Regions from separate parts of the Mus musculus genome. Here regions 2, 3, 4 and 5 are each linked to region 1. A link is a contact called in public Hi-C and promoter capture Hi-C data. All regions are on one chromosome and are shown on one strand. Each heading gives the region's core, a stretch centred on a gene start, on an enhancer-like site or on the middle of the called end of the contact. The rest is flanking DNA. Distances are from core to core; before and after follow the strand shown.

Region 1 (2,796 bases), core at 81-2,580:
TCAAAGCAACTCACTTTGGTTGGGACCTGGAGCTTGGTGGCAGGAGATCAGAGGTTGGGGTGTGTGTGTGTGTGCGCGCGCGCGCGTGTGTGTGTGTGGGGGGGGGGGGGGGGGAGGAGTTGGCTGTGCTCACCGCACAGAGCACTGGCCTGAAGGACAGCAATTGGTTGCTGTGGTGGCCACTGCTTCCGCTCCAGGCACTCCAGCAAGGATAGTCTCCCTTCTCTAGAATGAACTGCTGTCCCTGGAAGTCGGGGTACTCGAAGGCCACCCATCTGAAAAAAAAAAAGAGAAGAGGAACTGGGAAACATCTGCTCAGTCTCCCTCTCCCCCATCATCACCCTGTTTGCTAAGGTTGAAAATATCCGGGGACTCAAACTATTTCTCCAACGCTAAACCATTCCTCAGATAGACCCAGCTCCTCTGGAAACTGAAAGCCCCAAACCTGAGCTAGAAAGGCCCAGGTTTCCCGTTTATCGCCCGCGGTTAGAAGGAATGTTTCAGGTTAATAAGATCGCCGAACCAGTGACTTCCTTCTGGGTTTTATGTGACTGCATAGGCAGCCAACCGTTCTCTGTACTGCTATAGTGGCAAAGGAGCCTCTGCTATCTTCAGGACCCCAACCTGGCTTCTAGGATACCCAGATGGGCAGAGCACAAAGGATCTGTCTCCACAAAGCCACCTGCACAAAGAAAACGTGGAGGTTTCAGGGCGGCCCCACGATTGCTTCTTGCCTTTGTCTTGGGGAGGGGTTGGGAGTACTGGAGAGGACAAAGATTTCTCTCCTTGATGAGTCTGTCTACGGCGCACTGGAGTGAAGGTTGAAGTTCCGGGCTCTGACTTTGGCTAGGGTGGAAGGGAGAGAAGCCAGAAAACCCCTAAATTGGCCCATTAGCCACAGCAGGATCACTCACGCGCCGTTTTCCACCTTGACTGAGCGCACCCTGCGCAGGGCTCCCCGCTCACAGACGTTGGCACAGTCGCTCAGTAGCCGGCAGCGACGACCCTGGAAGTCCTCCTCATCCCAGAGTGTGAGGCAAACGGGCGCCGAGCCCGGCGCGGGGGCGCTGCTCATGTCGCTGCAGATAAGAAGGGCAAGATCATGGGCTAACTTCTCGGGAACACTCTACTTAGCCTAAGCCTGCCCATCCCCAGTAGGGTGTGAGGAATCTAGGGTCTGGATCCGGACACAGGCTGCCGCTGTGCGGAGCGGGTGGGCGTGAGGGGAGGTTCCCTTGTTACTCCCTCTCCCCCCAGTACTCACCGAGTGAGTGAGCACCGCACCGACGGAAAATGGAGAGGCTGCGCGCGAGCCTGGTGTTCGCTGCTTTATAGTCATGTCTGGCTGCCTCTCCCTGTGGAATCCGGGTGGGGTGTGCAAGCTGAGTCAGCTGGCAGGCTTTGGCCAGCTCTGGTCTGCATAGGCAGCGGAGTCACCGATCTGGTCCCAGCCCGCATGCATGACAACGGAAAGTGCTGAGGCGCACATCGTGTCTGCCGGAGCCCAGGCTGACTCTGCGCTTTCTTTCACTGTGGTCTAAGCCTGGTAGAGACTCCTAGCCTAGGGGCAGAACAAGCAATCCCTGGCACAGACACTCAGGCGTGACCGTAAGCGTACGGTTTAGCCTTTTCTAAGACTGCGTAAGCCTGGCCAGCACAGTTCTTTCCAAAGTCAAAACTCTCTAGGTGAAGATCTTGCTTTTGGGGGACACTAGGGAGGAGGAAGAGAAGACCCTTCTCTAAGGACGCTGCGCCAAGGCCCTCAGGACCTGTTCGCTGTTACCCTTTTCTTCCTGAGCGGAGCTTTCCAAGGAGTCTTCTCTGGCACTGAGGTCAAGACCAGGCCTCGCCGCCAGGCGGCACTAAACACTGAAAAGCACCCGGGAGCGCTAGCATGGGTTTTGGTTTGGTTTGGTTTGGTTTTTTGGGTTTTGTTTTTGTTTTTGTTTTTTTCCTGGATTTTAAGAATACAAGTGCCAAGAGAGGGTTCAACTGTCCTAGATAGAAGTGGCTCTCAGTCTTCCCCCACCCTCTCGGGGACCACCGAGGCACCAGAATCTGCAGCAGTGGGGAGGTGGGGAGATGGGACAGAAAAGGCTAGGGACCCCAAAGGAGGTCTCCTCGCCCTTTTAGCTGTCATTTAGAAGGCAGGCTGATTACAGATCCTTAACAACGAGAGAGGCTAACCCAGCAGAAGAGGGAAGGAGGTGGGTGGGAAATATTTTGTTACTCCTGTTTGCCAAGTGCCTCCTCTATAGACTCAGCAGCCTGGTGGGTTCAGTTTGCACACACAAACATAAAAATTGAAGCCCAGCAGGGTGTGGGGCTTTCTTCAAATCCACACCTAGCCACTTTCATAGTTAAGAACATCCAGGAGGCCTTTTGTTCTGTTGCCAGACCCCCTACCTCAACTCCCGGAAGCTTAACCTCTGGCACCTTCCTTCTACCAACTGCTAAACCCATCCGTGGCTGGCCGAGAGCCTTTGCTTTTGCCCTTCGATTTCCCTGGGATGTTTTAACCACACATTCTTGGTGTGGCTAGCTCCTCTGCTACTCTGTAGATGGTACCAGCCACAAAACACCACCCATCGAGTACGTTTTTCTCTTTAGCCTTTATCAGTCTCAAGATCTCTTCCTCCTAGTATATGAATGCACTGGTGCCTCCTCTACTAGACTGTAAGCCCTACACAAAAGGGTAGGAGCTGTGTCTGCCTTGTTCCCAGCTATCCTCAAACCTAGCACGGTGCTGGATACAGAGTAGGAACCCGATAAAGCTGGGGTGGATTAACAAGATGG
Region 2 (2,796 bases), core at 128-2,627, 480 kb after region 1:
TGTGTGTGTGTGTGTGTGTGTGTGTGTGTGTGTGTGTGTGTGCAAATGGAACTGATGACCTCAGGAATCCTATGAAAGTCCCTTGAAATGTAAATTCATATTCTGTATATGCAGTTGTCAGATATAACAAAGAAGAGATAGATAGATCCTGTGGTCATTTCCCAGTGGTGACATCTTGTATGACTACTAAGAAAGTGACTTTGGGATGGAATATCCAGATCATCAGATTTAACAGTTTTATATGCATTCATGTGCCTGTGTGTACATGCGTGCTTGTGTGTGCGTGTGTGTGTGTGTGTGTGTGTGTGCGCGCGTGCGCATGTGTGTGTGTGCGTGTGTGTGTGTGTGTGTCCATCCCCCAGGGACTTCTCTCTACGGGAAAGAAGAGCTTCTGCGCTATCATCCAAGAAGTCTGTGTGGGTCCCTGGCTGACCTTTGACCTCCAACCTTCACGTGCAAAGCCTCTGTCACCTTGATTCTTTCCCTGCCTTTCCCTGTTGATCTGTCCTTCAGAGTGAGCACAGCTGAGAAAAGTGGGCACCTGGGAAGACGGTGAGGGACTGCAACCTATGTCGAGTGGCCTGGACACCCCTGCATTTACCCCATGTGTGTGTATCCAACCTCCACAAGTTGGGCAAAGAAATCCCCCAGGCTTGAAATCAGGCACAGCGCTCCCTGCCTGGAGAATGGAATCCTCACCAACCCAACCTGTTGTCCTCATTCACACTTCAAGCCTTCCAAACCCCTCTTTTACCGCGTTGTCCTCATGCCATCCGTGTCTCCCCTTGAGGCTATTATTGCTGATTGCAATCCTAGCCAACTTCCCTTTCTATAGGTGAAGGCAAATTGAGAGAGGGTTAGGGGTCACCTGGCTGGTGAAGGTAGTAGGGTGGTGGTGTAGTGAGCACAGGACCTGCTGGGAGCTGAAAATCCACCAGAACTCCAGGCTTTGGGTCTTGGTGCTTACCAGCTGTTACGGAGGTGCTGGGAGAGGCCATTGGTCCGGTCTGCTCACCTCCACTGGGGCCTGTCTCTCCATGTGCCTCTCATCTCTGGACCTTTCCTCTTCCTCTCCAACCAGCCTAGTGAGACTAGGGCGCTGGGGCCCGAAGAAAGGAAGCGGGCCTAAGCCCAGGGGTAATTCGACTCCCCCAGATTTCACAAGCTGGGGGCGGGGAAGGGGGCGACACACCGTGGGGGAGGAGATTCTTTTAGGCCAGCTCTGGCGATGGGGGCACTGGGAGAGAGAGGAGCCACATGGAGTCCAAATCCCCTCCTCTGCTGCCCCCTCCCTCCACTGCTCATTCGCAACCCGAGCCGGGGGCCCTAAAAATAGTCCCTGAGGCGCAATCGCCGGCCGCCCTGGTGACCTTCTGCACAGGCCGAAAGCGGGCGGGCAGCAGGAAGGCCGGCCGCCGGCCCCATAGGACTCATCTCTTAAGGCACCATACCCCCTAGGGCGTCCCCCTGGCCTCCCAATTCTAGCGTCCCCTGCCCCTCTAGTCCAGCTCGCAGAGGCCATGCAGAAAGCCCGGGGCACGCGAGGCGAGGACGCCGGCACGAGGGCACCTCCTAGCCCCGGGGTGCCCCCGAAGAGAGCCAAGGTGGGGGCCGGCAGAGGGGTCCTCGTCACCGGGGATGGGGCCGGGGCGCCGGTCTTCCTGCGGCCCCTGAAGAACGCGGCGGTGTGTGCGGGCAGTGATGTAAGGCTGCGGGTAGTAGTGAGCGGGACACCCCAGCCTAGCCTCAGCTGGTTCCGGGATGGGCAGCTCCTGCCTCCACCGGCCCCAGAGCCCAGCTGCCTGTGGCTGCGGAGCTGCGGGGCTCAGGACGCCGGCGTGTACAGCTGCAGCGCCCAGAATGAGCGGGGCCAGGCCTCCTGTGAGGCAGTGCTCACAGTGCTGGAGGTCAGAGGTAATGCGGAGGTGGGGCCTACCTGGCAGGGCTGGGGTCACAAGGGGTAGAGACAGCTGCCCAGGCCATGCGATGCAGGTTGCAGTCCCTCACCATCTTCCCAGGTGTCCCGTTTTCCCTGATGGGCCCCTTCTGAAGGGCAGATCAACAGGGAAAGGCAGGAGAGTGTATCAAGGTAGATAGAGATGCTTCTCATAAGAAGGTCAGAGGTCAACGGTCAGCAGTTGGTGGGTCTAGCCTGAGACCCACACAGACCTCTCGGTCAATAGTGCAAAAACTCTCCTAATCCAATAGAGAGAAACCTTCTGGAGAGAAATGCCCTCGTCTGCTCCAGTGACAGACTTGAGACCTGGTGACCAGCCCCTCTCAGTATGTGTGTGTGTTGTCTTAAAGACAGGCCAGTTCTCCTGTTCCAGACCATGTGGGAGGAGATGGCTATGGCTAGACCTTCTCTCTTCATGATCAACACTGGGACAAGAATGGTGTGGTCAGAACTAGGCAAAGCAGAAGGGGTCAGATGTGTATGAGCAGGACCCAGATGTGAGAAGTGGCTGTTTGAGAATCCGTGTGTGTGTGTGTGTGTGTGTGTGTGTGTGTGTGTGTGTGTGTGTGTGTGTGTGTTTGAGGCATTCTGAGTTGTGGGAGGCTCTGGACTCTCATGGGGTTAATACAAACACACAGCCCTAGGGTAGATGTGGCTAGTGTTGAAAGCCTGTGAATCATGTATCTCTATTGAGGTTTCCATATGAGTGTTCAGAGGACACGGAAGGGGGATGCTTTGGGCTGGTGCCTTGGCTCTTGGGAAGATGGGATTCTAGGCTGATAGACTGAGGCAGAAGAGGAGGAGCAGGAGCCTCGGTCTTGTAGTTGGTCCTGTTGGAG
Region 3 (2,796 bases), core at 89-2,588, 390 kb after region 1:
TTCTCCCTGTTCCACTTCAGTTAATTAAAAAACAAACAACAACAATAAAACAAAACAAAACAAAACTCTTTGTCTTGCTATGTATCTCAGGCTAGCCTCAAATCATAGGTCTTCCAAGAATGGGCAATTCTCTCCCTCACTCCATTCAGATAGATTCACAATACAGTTTCCTGGCCCTAGAAAGAAGTAGAGGTTCTAGTGTCCTGGTAAAAAAGAGAACTTCCAAAGAAGAGGCTATGTTCAGTCTGAGAGGGTGTCTGGTAAAGTACATGGGGAAACCAGGATCCACAGAATGGGCTGGAGCTGTCCGTGGTGCTGAGGAGGGTCAGATGTAGTCATTGCGGGCGGTAATGACAACGCCTTGGCACCTGCACTTCCCACCCCCCATTCTACTCCGTTCCCACCCTGCCTCAGTTCTCCCCTTGTTTGACACCAGATCTCCACCCGCAGTGTTTTGCGAATCCTCTGCATTGGCTTCCAAACCCAAGAATCCCGCAGGGAGATGGGGCGTCAGACTAGGACTTTGTGCAATGGTCTGCGCAGGTATTCTGAGGCTGCGCAGTCTTTCCCCGACTGTTACCAAGTGAGTGCCGGCCAGGTCCATCCAGGATGGCGCAGATCAGAACAGGAGGAAGTAGAATGGTCTCCCTCCAACCTGTTTCACCCCAACCTAGCTTCCCCCACTTCATGAAACCGGGTCCAGCCCCTGTACTCTGCAGGTTTATGGCTGAGCCTTGATTCTGTCTCTCAGCCCCACCCACTTATTCCCTTGATAAGATAACCAAATACGAGCACTCCTGGTTTTCCACTTAGTCCTGGTTATCTCTTTCCTGACCCCCCCCCCCCCGAAACGTCTGGGGTGTACTGCAGCCACCCTTGGCTCATCTGTTTTTCCTACTCTTTCCCCAACCCCCAACCTTTCCCTGGGTCGTTCCTTCTGTCTAGACCCTGAACACCAAATGCCAAGACTGCTTCTGTCCCGCTGAAACCCTCTGCGTTTCTCTATTGTCATCCTAAACGGTTTTCCTCCTGAGTCTTTTAGCCTTGAAGGCCAGAACCTCTGCTCTCAGAATTGCTCTCTGGCCTGTCCGCACTCCCCACCCCCACCCCAAGTTCTCTCCTGACCGTGGGCGTTTATGTCGCTGCAGCTGCCTGGACGACTGTAAAGCAGAAGGAAGCAGACCAGTAGCTGAAGATGCCCGGAGCCCGCGGGCTTTAACGAACTCTGCATCTTGGCTGGATCCAAACTCACGGTTCCTCGAGCTAGGTCGTAGTGGAAGTAGCAACAATAGCCAGGGGGCCTGTGCCAGGATGTCACTTTTCACCCTCTAGCGCTAGAGACGCGACAAGAGATCTGCAGAGCCCTCCTCTGCAATTCGGCCAATCACAAGCAGGCTCTGCCCCTGCAGCTGCTTACCCAAGTTAGCCATCCTCTTTGGCCTCTCTCCATTCTACCTTTTGGAATTTCTGCCCCCCACCCTCTACACACTTTTCCAGATAAGCCGCCATTCTCAATCTCCAAGGAAGGAGAGACTGATTGCATATGAGATGGGGGTGGAAATGGAACCAACTTCATGTGTTTGGTTGTGATATTTAAATATGAACTGCGAGGGAAGAGTGAGCACTCAGCCTGATGACTGGTTATTGCCTTCGACCTCGTTTTCTCTTCATCCATTTAAAATCTTTTAGCAACCATATGGGTTCAACCCGCAAAACACTGAATGTCCATCCTTATTTTCCCACAGCCATTGTGGTTGCCCAAATCCTAACCACCGTACACTTTAAAATAGATCTATTTCGATAACTAAGTACCTGGCACACTGCCACTTGTCCCGTGCCATGTTTCTAAGCTCCAATGTTAAGTTTTGTTGTAAAGTGGGTGTTTTTTGGGTTGATGCTTTGTGGAGTCTCTGGATTGCATTGTCTTTCTTCAGTATTTACTGCTCAGGGTGTTTTGAGACTCGGTGAGGTGTTTAGGAAGACCCTCTAATTTTGTGGGTTCTGGCTCCAGGCTTTGCCTCCTTAGAACCGTGGCAGCTGCCAAAATCTTTGCTCAGATATCTGGCTTTTCCTTTAGGCTCTTGGAAATCTCACCCCTGTGCATGTGCTATTTAGAAGATAGCTGAGAATTTAGGGGAGATTTGCATTCAGATTTCAGGTTCTCTCTCTGTAGACCACTCATTACCCAGAATTCCTCTTCAGTTTCTGGCTGCCTTGGCACCTAAGAACCTGCAACTCTGCTCCCCAGCCTGTTCCACCATTACTTTCTGCTAGAGTCTGTTGGTGCTGAAGGGAACGGTGAACTGTCCGCCGTGTCGTGGGGGGAAATGTAGAACTCACCTGGTGGAACATTTACTCACCAAGGGTTATGATCCCAATCACTTTTCTTCCTTTTGTTTGGACTCTGTGTCTTCACACAGTTTCATTTGTCTTTTGCCTGGAAAAAAAAAATATATATAGTCAGTATATATTAACAGGACTGTCTGGCACAAGGTGTTTTCCCACGCCAGGATCTGAAAGTTTGTTGTCACCGATTATATGCTTAACATTTTATTTTTTAAATGATTTATAGAAGCAATTTGAGAGGTGCTATAAAACAATGAATTGGCATATACCACCCAGGAGGGAAACTTAAGACTCAGGAAACCATAAAGGGAAGCTTGTTAAGACTCAGAGAAATTTCTTTTCTTTTTTCTTTTCTTTTCTTTTCTTTTCTTTTCTTTTCTTTTCTTTTCTTTTCTTTTTTCTTTCCTTTCTTTTCCTTTCTTTTCTTCCTTCCTTCCTTTCTTTTTTTTT
Region 4 (2,796 bases), core at 212-2,711, 340 kb after region 1:
GAACTCATCTTGTGCCTGCACCCTTAGATCAGGGAAGCAAGAGCCTCAAAGTTCTGTGGTAGATACTTCATCTCTTATTAAGGCTGAAACAACCAAAATTCCCCAAGTGTAGGTAGGAAGTCTCTAGATGTAGGCAGGAGTTCAGAAGGTGGGGAGACAGGAAAAGGGGACAAAATGACGGCAGCCTTCCCTTGGTTGGTGCTCAAGCTGTTGCTTTGATGAGATGTCCCCAGGTCACCTGTCCTGAAACACTGACTGGACTCATACAACCATTCCTGCTTGGGTCATGTGTGACACCAGAAAGCATTATGCTAATAACAGCTTCCATAAACCATGCTTCATTTGACTTCTAACAACTCTAGGTGTTACCTATACTTAAGGGGGAAAACAGGCCTTGGATGTTCCCAAGTCACACAGCAGCATCCGGTTGCAAGGCCAGGTCTCCCTGCTCTCAGAGTTCTGAGTTTCCCAGTGGGTTCTGCTGATAGGCTGTGTGTGTGTGTGTGTGTGTGTGTGTGTGTGTGTGTGTGTGACATCCCATGCCATTTTTTATCCCTCCCCCAGTGCTGGGAATTGAGGCTAAGTAAGGTCTGGCGGCTGCTGGGCAAGCACTCTACCCCTAAGCTATCCCCATAGCTTTACATTCTTAGTACCTTCTGGCAGCATCTACTAAGAAAACAGTACACTAATGTCTAGGAATTGGCCAGATGGAATAAAACAAGACCCACTTCTGGAAGGTTCCCTTTTCCTGAGATCTGAATCCAGAAATCATTCTGAGGCTAAATAGATCTACTTACGATCAGCTGTGGAAGAGAAACGTTGAGTCTACTAATTTCCTCATACTAGGCTCTTCTACCTCACCCTTTCTAGGTCAAAAATGTTAAAAGTCTTCCAAGTGTTATTCGGCTGTCCAACTGATACGTTTCAATTCTGACTAAAGACTAAGGGGATGACGAACGAAGGAGGACACAATTCTTACCTTGTATAATTTACATTCTACTGGGGGAGATAGATGATCATCAAATAAATGTTAATTTGTGGCTCTGACAGTGTGGAGAAGAAAATGCCACGAGACTCTATAAAAAGCAGGTCTGACCTACTCAGGGGAGCCAGGGCAGCCTCTTTTGAAGACTTAGCACTGGAGCTAAGCTATGAAGAAGGGTTAGGCCCAGAGGAGACTCGGTGAGTCTTGGAGGTGATGGCCTGGGGGAAGTACTCAGGGATCGTGAAGCACTTTTAGAGGCCAGCGACAGGACAGGGGACCCGCACCTAGCTTGCGGACCGCCCCTCTGCCTGTGTTTGAGAGACTGCGTCATAGCTGGAAAGATATAGCCGACTTCAGCCTCCTAAGTCCCACCTGGGAATGACGTCGCCTGGGTGAAAAACTAAAATAAACGGCTCCGCCCTCATCTCCCAGCAGCCCCTGCAGCGCCCCCGCCCCCCCCGCCCCCGCCCCCTCGTGTGACCGGCCGAGCCGGCCCTCTGAGTCTCTAGTAGTTTCCAGGGCGCTGACGCATGCTTGCGCACACAACCCAGCCTGGCGTGTCGTACGCAGTGGCCGCGAGCCGGGCAGCGGGTGCTAGGCGGTTCCCCTGCGGGGGGCAGGGGCGGGACTCCCGGCAGAGGAGGTGCGGTCCCAGCTGGGTCAGGTTGGGGGTTCAGATCGGGTTACTAGACTTAGGGGGTTCGGGTAGGGCTCCCCACTCCTGCCGTGAGATAGCCCTGGGCACCGGCCTGCGGGACCAGATAAAGGCTGCGAAGGAGCCTAGTCACTGGCCGCAGGCGTGGCTCCCCGGCCCGATTCCACCTCGAAGTGTCGCCTGCCTGCCCGGGGTTGCGGCCGCACGGAGCTGCGGTGCCTCTGTCGGCCTGACCCCTTCTCTCCCGCAGCCTGGAGGAGGGACGTCTGACGCTGAGTTGCCATGGCATCCTACTACGAGATTCTAGACGTACCGCGGAGTGCGTCCCCTGATGACATCAAGAAGGCGTAAGTGCCTCGGCTGTGTTACAGAAAGGCTCTGACCCTTGTTCCCCGCCCCCCTGAGTGCCAGGGGCCCTTTAGAGGTCTGGCTGAAGGGAGGAAGGAGACCCTTGGGAAAGTACGAAGACCAAGTCCAGCCAGGGAAGAAGAGCTGACCTTCTTTAGCGTCCTCTATACACCCAGCTCCCCTCTCCTCCAGCTCCTACATGTGGGCTTGCCCAGGTTGCAGTGCTAAAATGCCCAGGCTATGAGACAGGACAGTGTCTCCACTCTCCCTGTGGCTATAGATAGCTCTATCAAAAGAACCCCAAGAAAGGGCTTATGGCAGGGACTTTCCTTTTTACTCATATCCCTGGCACACCACAGGGAGAGAAACCCCTGAATACAGGCTGCAGTCGTGAGGTATTCTGGGATCGGGGCAGTGAAAGGGTGTTGGACTAAGCAAAAAGGGTAGTCGGTGGGCAAAGCCTACATCAGTCTCCTGACCCTCCCTCTGCACTCACTTCCTGCAGGTACCGAAAGAAGGCTCTGCAGTGGCACCCAGACAAGAACCCGGATAATAAAGAATTTGCTGAAAAAAAATTTAAGGAGGTGGCAGAGGCCTATGAAGTACTATCTGACAGTAAGGCTTGGGGTCCTGCAGGGACCGGCATGTCCCCCTGCTTCCATTCATTCTTGGTACTCCTTCCTAAAGCCACGCCTCCATCCCGTCTCCTCCATGATTTTATTTTAGATAGTGTTTAATCGCCTCCATGTTATGTCTGTCTAGCAGGGTCTGAAGAGCAATTTGGGTCCTGATCGGGGAAGGTCATAGC
Region 5 (2,796 bases), core at 176-2,675, 320 kb after region 1:
CAAGCCGCAGCAGCAGGGAAGGCAGGTCGGGTGGCATCTTCTGAGCTTACAAAGTTCTTCTATTCGGTGAGGGCTTTCCCACCCGTCACGTGTTGGATTCCTGGGAGGGAATCCGACATCAAGCAAAGGGGCGGAGACCACCTCAACTTTTCAGGCCGTTAACCCGGACTTTGCCTGTAGCCATCCACGGTCCACTAGTTTGTAAAATATTACTTCTCGAAGTGCTGAACCCGAATCAGTTCCATTAGCATCACCTGGGAGCTTGTTAGAAACGCAGAATCTCGGGTCCTACCCCAGACCTCTAGAATTAGAGTCTGTGCTTTAACAAACCTGCTCTTCTAAACTGAACTCTCGGAGGGCTGACAGGGTGTCTTAAATCTTCATGACTAGCAAAGGATCCGGCACATATCAGGTTAAATCTATATGCACGGGAGCAGTAAGGTTAAAACGGATTCAGAAACAGTGGAAAAACCTAGAAAATCTTCAGAGTGATCATGCTGTGGAAAGGGGTTACAAGAAGCCTGTCCTGGTCACTATCTTTTTTGGAGGTACACCCCTTTCCAATATATTCTGCCTGTCTAGGCAAGAGATGTGAAACAAACTGCATAGTTCATAGGCTTAGAAGTCTAATTTTCCACTTCTCCTGCCTTCACAGCCGTAGAAAATACTATTATTTCTGTTTATTGACACACATTGATATACGGCTGTTTCCAAAGTTGTACGAAAGACAACTCATTTAATTTTGAAACAACCCATGAAATAACTCTCATTCTCATCTTACACACGAGGAAAATGAAGGTTAGAAATAACAAGTAGCTGTCCAAAGTCACAACTAGCTCAGTAGAGCTGGGATTGGAACTAGTCAGTTTGGCCTCATAACTCACGACACTTAGCCGTAGGTACTGTCTTACAGCTGGGAAAAGTGAGGATCTGAAAGACTAAATAACTTGCAGGAGGCCACACAGCTAGGAGACTGTTAGGACCAGGTTTAGAAACGGGCACTCTAGTTTAAGGACACAGACACTAGCCAAGGCAGTGGAGTACAGGCTAGACCCCTGAGAGTGTTAAGGGGTCAGACCTCTTGGCATCTAAGGGTCAGCACCCGCCCTTCTCTGGTCCCTCCTCCAAGCTAGATTGTAGAAAGCCACTTTCTAACTCCAGCGCGCGGGAGCTATAAGACCTCCTACCTCTGACATTGGGAGACAGAGGTCCTAGGGGCCTCGGGCAGAGCCCTGCTTTGCTCCCCTTTGGTACTAGTCCCTGCGTCTTGACCCTTACTGAGGGCCAAGTGGGAACCCTCGGCGAGATAGAGAAACCAATACACCCCAGGTCTAGCCGGGCCCCAGCCTCTCACTTCCGGGTCCCCACATCCTCTTGCCGCCTCTTGTTGCTAGGATACAGCGGGCCGTTACTTCGACGCGGACTGATGATGTCATCCGGGCTTCCGGTCCCTGGCCCTTCGCACAGGCCGGAGACCGGTCGGTGTGGAGTTTGTAGTGGCAGACCCTGTGCTCGTTCCCGAGCGACGGAGGGTGGACTCGGCCAGAGGTGGGCTCGAGCCCCGCACCTCCTGCGCCGCCACCCCATGCCTGACGGGTGCGAGAGCTGGACCTGGCCGAAGGTGGGCCGGGGTTGAAAGAAGCGGCCTGGTAAGACGCAGCGTGGCCTGAGGCTTTGGGGTGCCAGAACTCAGCCTTCTTAGCGCTGGAGTCGCCAGGGCCAGTTTTCTTTAGACGTGAATATGGGTTCTTGGAGGTGAGCCTGAGCTCTCCTGGTTGGTACCTCCGTGGCTGTCTAGATTGTTCTTGAACCCGCGACTTGCTGTTTCCATTCCAGCATGACCCGCCGGGACCCCACCGCATCGCCTGGAAGAGCCCACTCTCCCTGGAAGGAAGACCATCCCTGAAGAGGATGACTGAGACGTTATGGGCCACGCACTGTGTGTCTGCTCCCGGGGAACTGTCATCATTGACAATAAGCGTTACCTCTTCGTCCAGAAATTGGGGGAAGGGTGAGTGTTTGGACGTCACTTAGCTAGACCCAGGTCGTTTAGAGACAGTGATAGAGTTGCAAGAGTGTTAGCCTTAGAGTCTACCCCACCTGACCGGTTAGCTGAACGGGTCAAGAAGTGGATTCTAGACTCTGGCCTCCTGGATCTACCTTGTGTGACCTTAAGTCAACTGTGGTTTCTTCTGCTTAAAAGGAGATGATTATAATGTCTCGCTGAGGGACTTGTGGAAACTCAGTGAGATAGTATATTCTTTAAAGCATGTCACCCAGTGCCTGACTCATGAGGACTTGAAATTAATTGAACACATTATGCTCAGACCAAAACCTCAGTGATTTCTGTGCCCCTGCTCTCGGGAAACGCAGATCCTAATGTCTTGAAACTATATGAGAGCTACATCTTGGGAGTGTTTCCACTCTGTGTAAGAGGCACTCCTCCCTAAGGGAATTCCTCTGGGTCCGAGCTATGTGAGAGATGACCATGGTCCTTCACTGTGACCCCTTTGGCCCACAGTGGATTCAGCTATGTGGACCTAGTGGAGGGCTTGCATGATGGACACTTCTACGCCCTGAAGCGGATCCTGTGCCATGAGCAGCAAGACCAGGAAGAAGCCCAACGAGAGGCAGAGATGCATCGCCTCTTCCAGCATCCCAACATCCTTCGCCTCATGGCTTACTCTCTGAAAGAACGAGGTGCTAAGCATGAAGCCTGGCTGCTGCTGCCCTTCTTCAAGGTCAGAGAAGCCTGTACTTACAGAGGGGATTGTAACATTGTGCAACCCCACCAGA

Evidence for each region. Promoter capture Hi-C pulls out the DNA fragments that hold promoters and counts their contacts. Hi-C and Micro-C count contacts between places; a contact is called where the count stands out from the background. Capture Hi-C pulls out chosen DNA fragments and counts their contacts.
Region 2: a contact with region 1 is called in a Hi-C map of embryonic stem cells, with 2.1 times the contacts expected there. The contact joins the promoter of Speg here to the promoter of Cryba2 in region 1. A contact is called at or near these places in 6 of 39 promoter capture datasets (the HPC-7 cell line, cranial neural crest, embryonic stem cells and 1 more), 6 of 484 Hi-C or Micro-C datasets (all in embryonic stem cells), 4 of 115 datasets of contacts at active chromatin or transcription factors (all in embryonic stem cells) and 3 of 9 other capture datasets (adipose tissue, liver and pancreatic islet).
Region 3: a contact with region 1 is called in a promoter capture Hi-C map of second pharyngeal arch cranial neural crest. The contact joins the promoter of Resp18 here to the promoter of Cryba2 in region 1. A contact is called at or near these places in 22 of 39 promoter capture datasets (3T3-L1-derived adipocytes, the C10 cell line, the HPC-7 cell line and 13 more), 4 of 484 Hi-C or Micro-C datasets (bone marrow-derived macrophages, embryonic stem cells, immediate neuronal precursor and 1 more), 8 of 115 datasets of contacts at active chromatin or transcription factors (craniofacial prominence, embryonic basal ganglia, embryonic hindbrain and 5 more) and 5 of 9 other capture datasets (adipose tissue, embryonic stem cells, liver and 2 more).
Region 4: a contact with region 1 is called in a promoter capture Hi-C map of pancreatic islet. The contact joins the promoter of Dnajb2 here to the promoter of Cryba2 in region 1. A contact is called at or near these places in 15 of 39 promoter capture datasets (3T3-L1-derived adipocytes, the C10 cell line, the HPC-7 cell line and 10 more), 1 of 15 datasets of contacts at CTCF or cohesin (embryonic stem cells), 6 of 484 Hi-C or Micro-C datasets (B cells, the G1E-ER4 cell line, embryonic stem cells and 2 more), 6 of 115 datasets of contacts at active chromatin or transcription factors (bone marrow-derived macrophages, extraembryonic endoderm stem cells, fetal liver and 3 more) and 3 of 9 other capture datasets (embryonic stem cells, liver and pancreatic islet).
Region 5: a promoter capture Hi-C map of neural stem cells shows a contact between it and region 1. The contact joins the promoter of Stk16 here to the promoter of Cryba2 in region 1. A contact is called at or near these places in 6 of 39 promoter capture datasets (cranial neural crest, embryonic stem cells, frontonasal cranial neural crest and 3 more), 2 of 115 datasets of contacts at active chromatin or transcription factors (neural tube and pancreatic cancer cells) and 2 of 9 other capture datasets (adipose tissue and pancreatic islet).

What each region holds. Positions count from the first base shown.
Region 1 is chr1:74,891,813-74,894,608 of GRCm38.p6, forward strand. It overlaps Cryba2 (crystallin, beta A2), which reads right to left and starts at 1,331. Exons shown (of 5, transcript NM_021541.3): 1 at 1,265-1,331; 2 at 915-1,079; 3 at 134-275. The coding sequence starts at 1,075.
Region 2 is chr1:75,373,920-75,376,715 of GRCm38.p6, forward strand. It overlaps Speg (SPEG complex locus), which reads left to right and starts at 1,378. Exons shown (of 41, transcript NM_007463.4): 1 at 1,378-1,914. The coding sequence starts at 1,521. Gm15179 (predicted gene 15179) reads right to left here and starts at 1,096. Exons shown (of 4, transcript NR_037976.1): 1 at 968-1,096.
Region 3 is chr1:75,277,077-75,279,872 of GRCm38.p6, forward strand. It overlaps Resp18 (regulated endocrine-specific protein 18), which reads right to left and starts at 1,339. Exons shown (of 6, transcript NM_009049.2): 1 at 1,126-1,339. The coding sequence starts at 1,231.
Region 4 is chr1:75,234,962-75,237,757 of GRCm38.p6, forward strand. Dnajb2 (DnaJ heat shock protein family (Hsp40) member B2) reads left to right here and starts at 1,462. Exons shown (of 9, transcript NM_001159883.1): 1 at 1,462-1,628; 2 at 1,891-1,987; 3 at 2,494-2,603. The coding sequence starts at 1,923.
Region 5 is chr1:75,209,404-75,212,199 of GRCm38.p6, forward strand. Stk16 (serine/threonine kinase 16) reads left to right here and starts at 1,426. Exons shown (of 8, transcript NM_011494.5): 1 at 1,426-1,649; 2 at 1,837-2,011; 3 at 2,522-2,741. The coding sequence starts at 1,926. Glb1l (galactosidase, beta 1-like) reads right to left here and starts at 1,352. Exons shown (of 17, transcript NM_029010.2): 1 at 1,188-1,352; 2 at 1-100. The coding sequence starts at 37.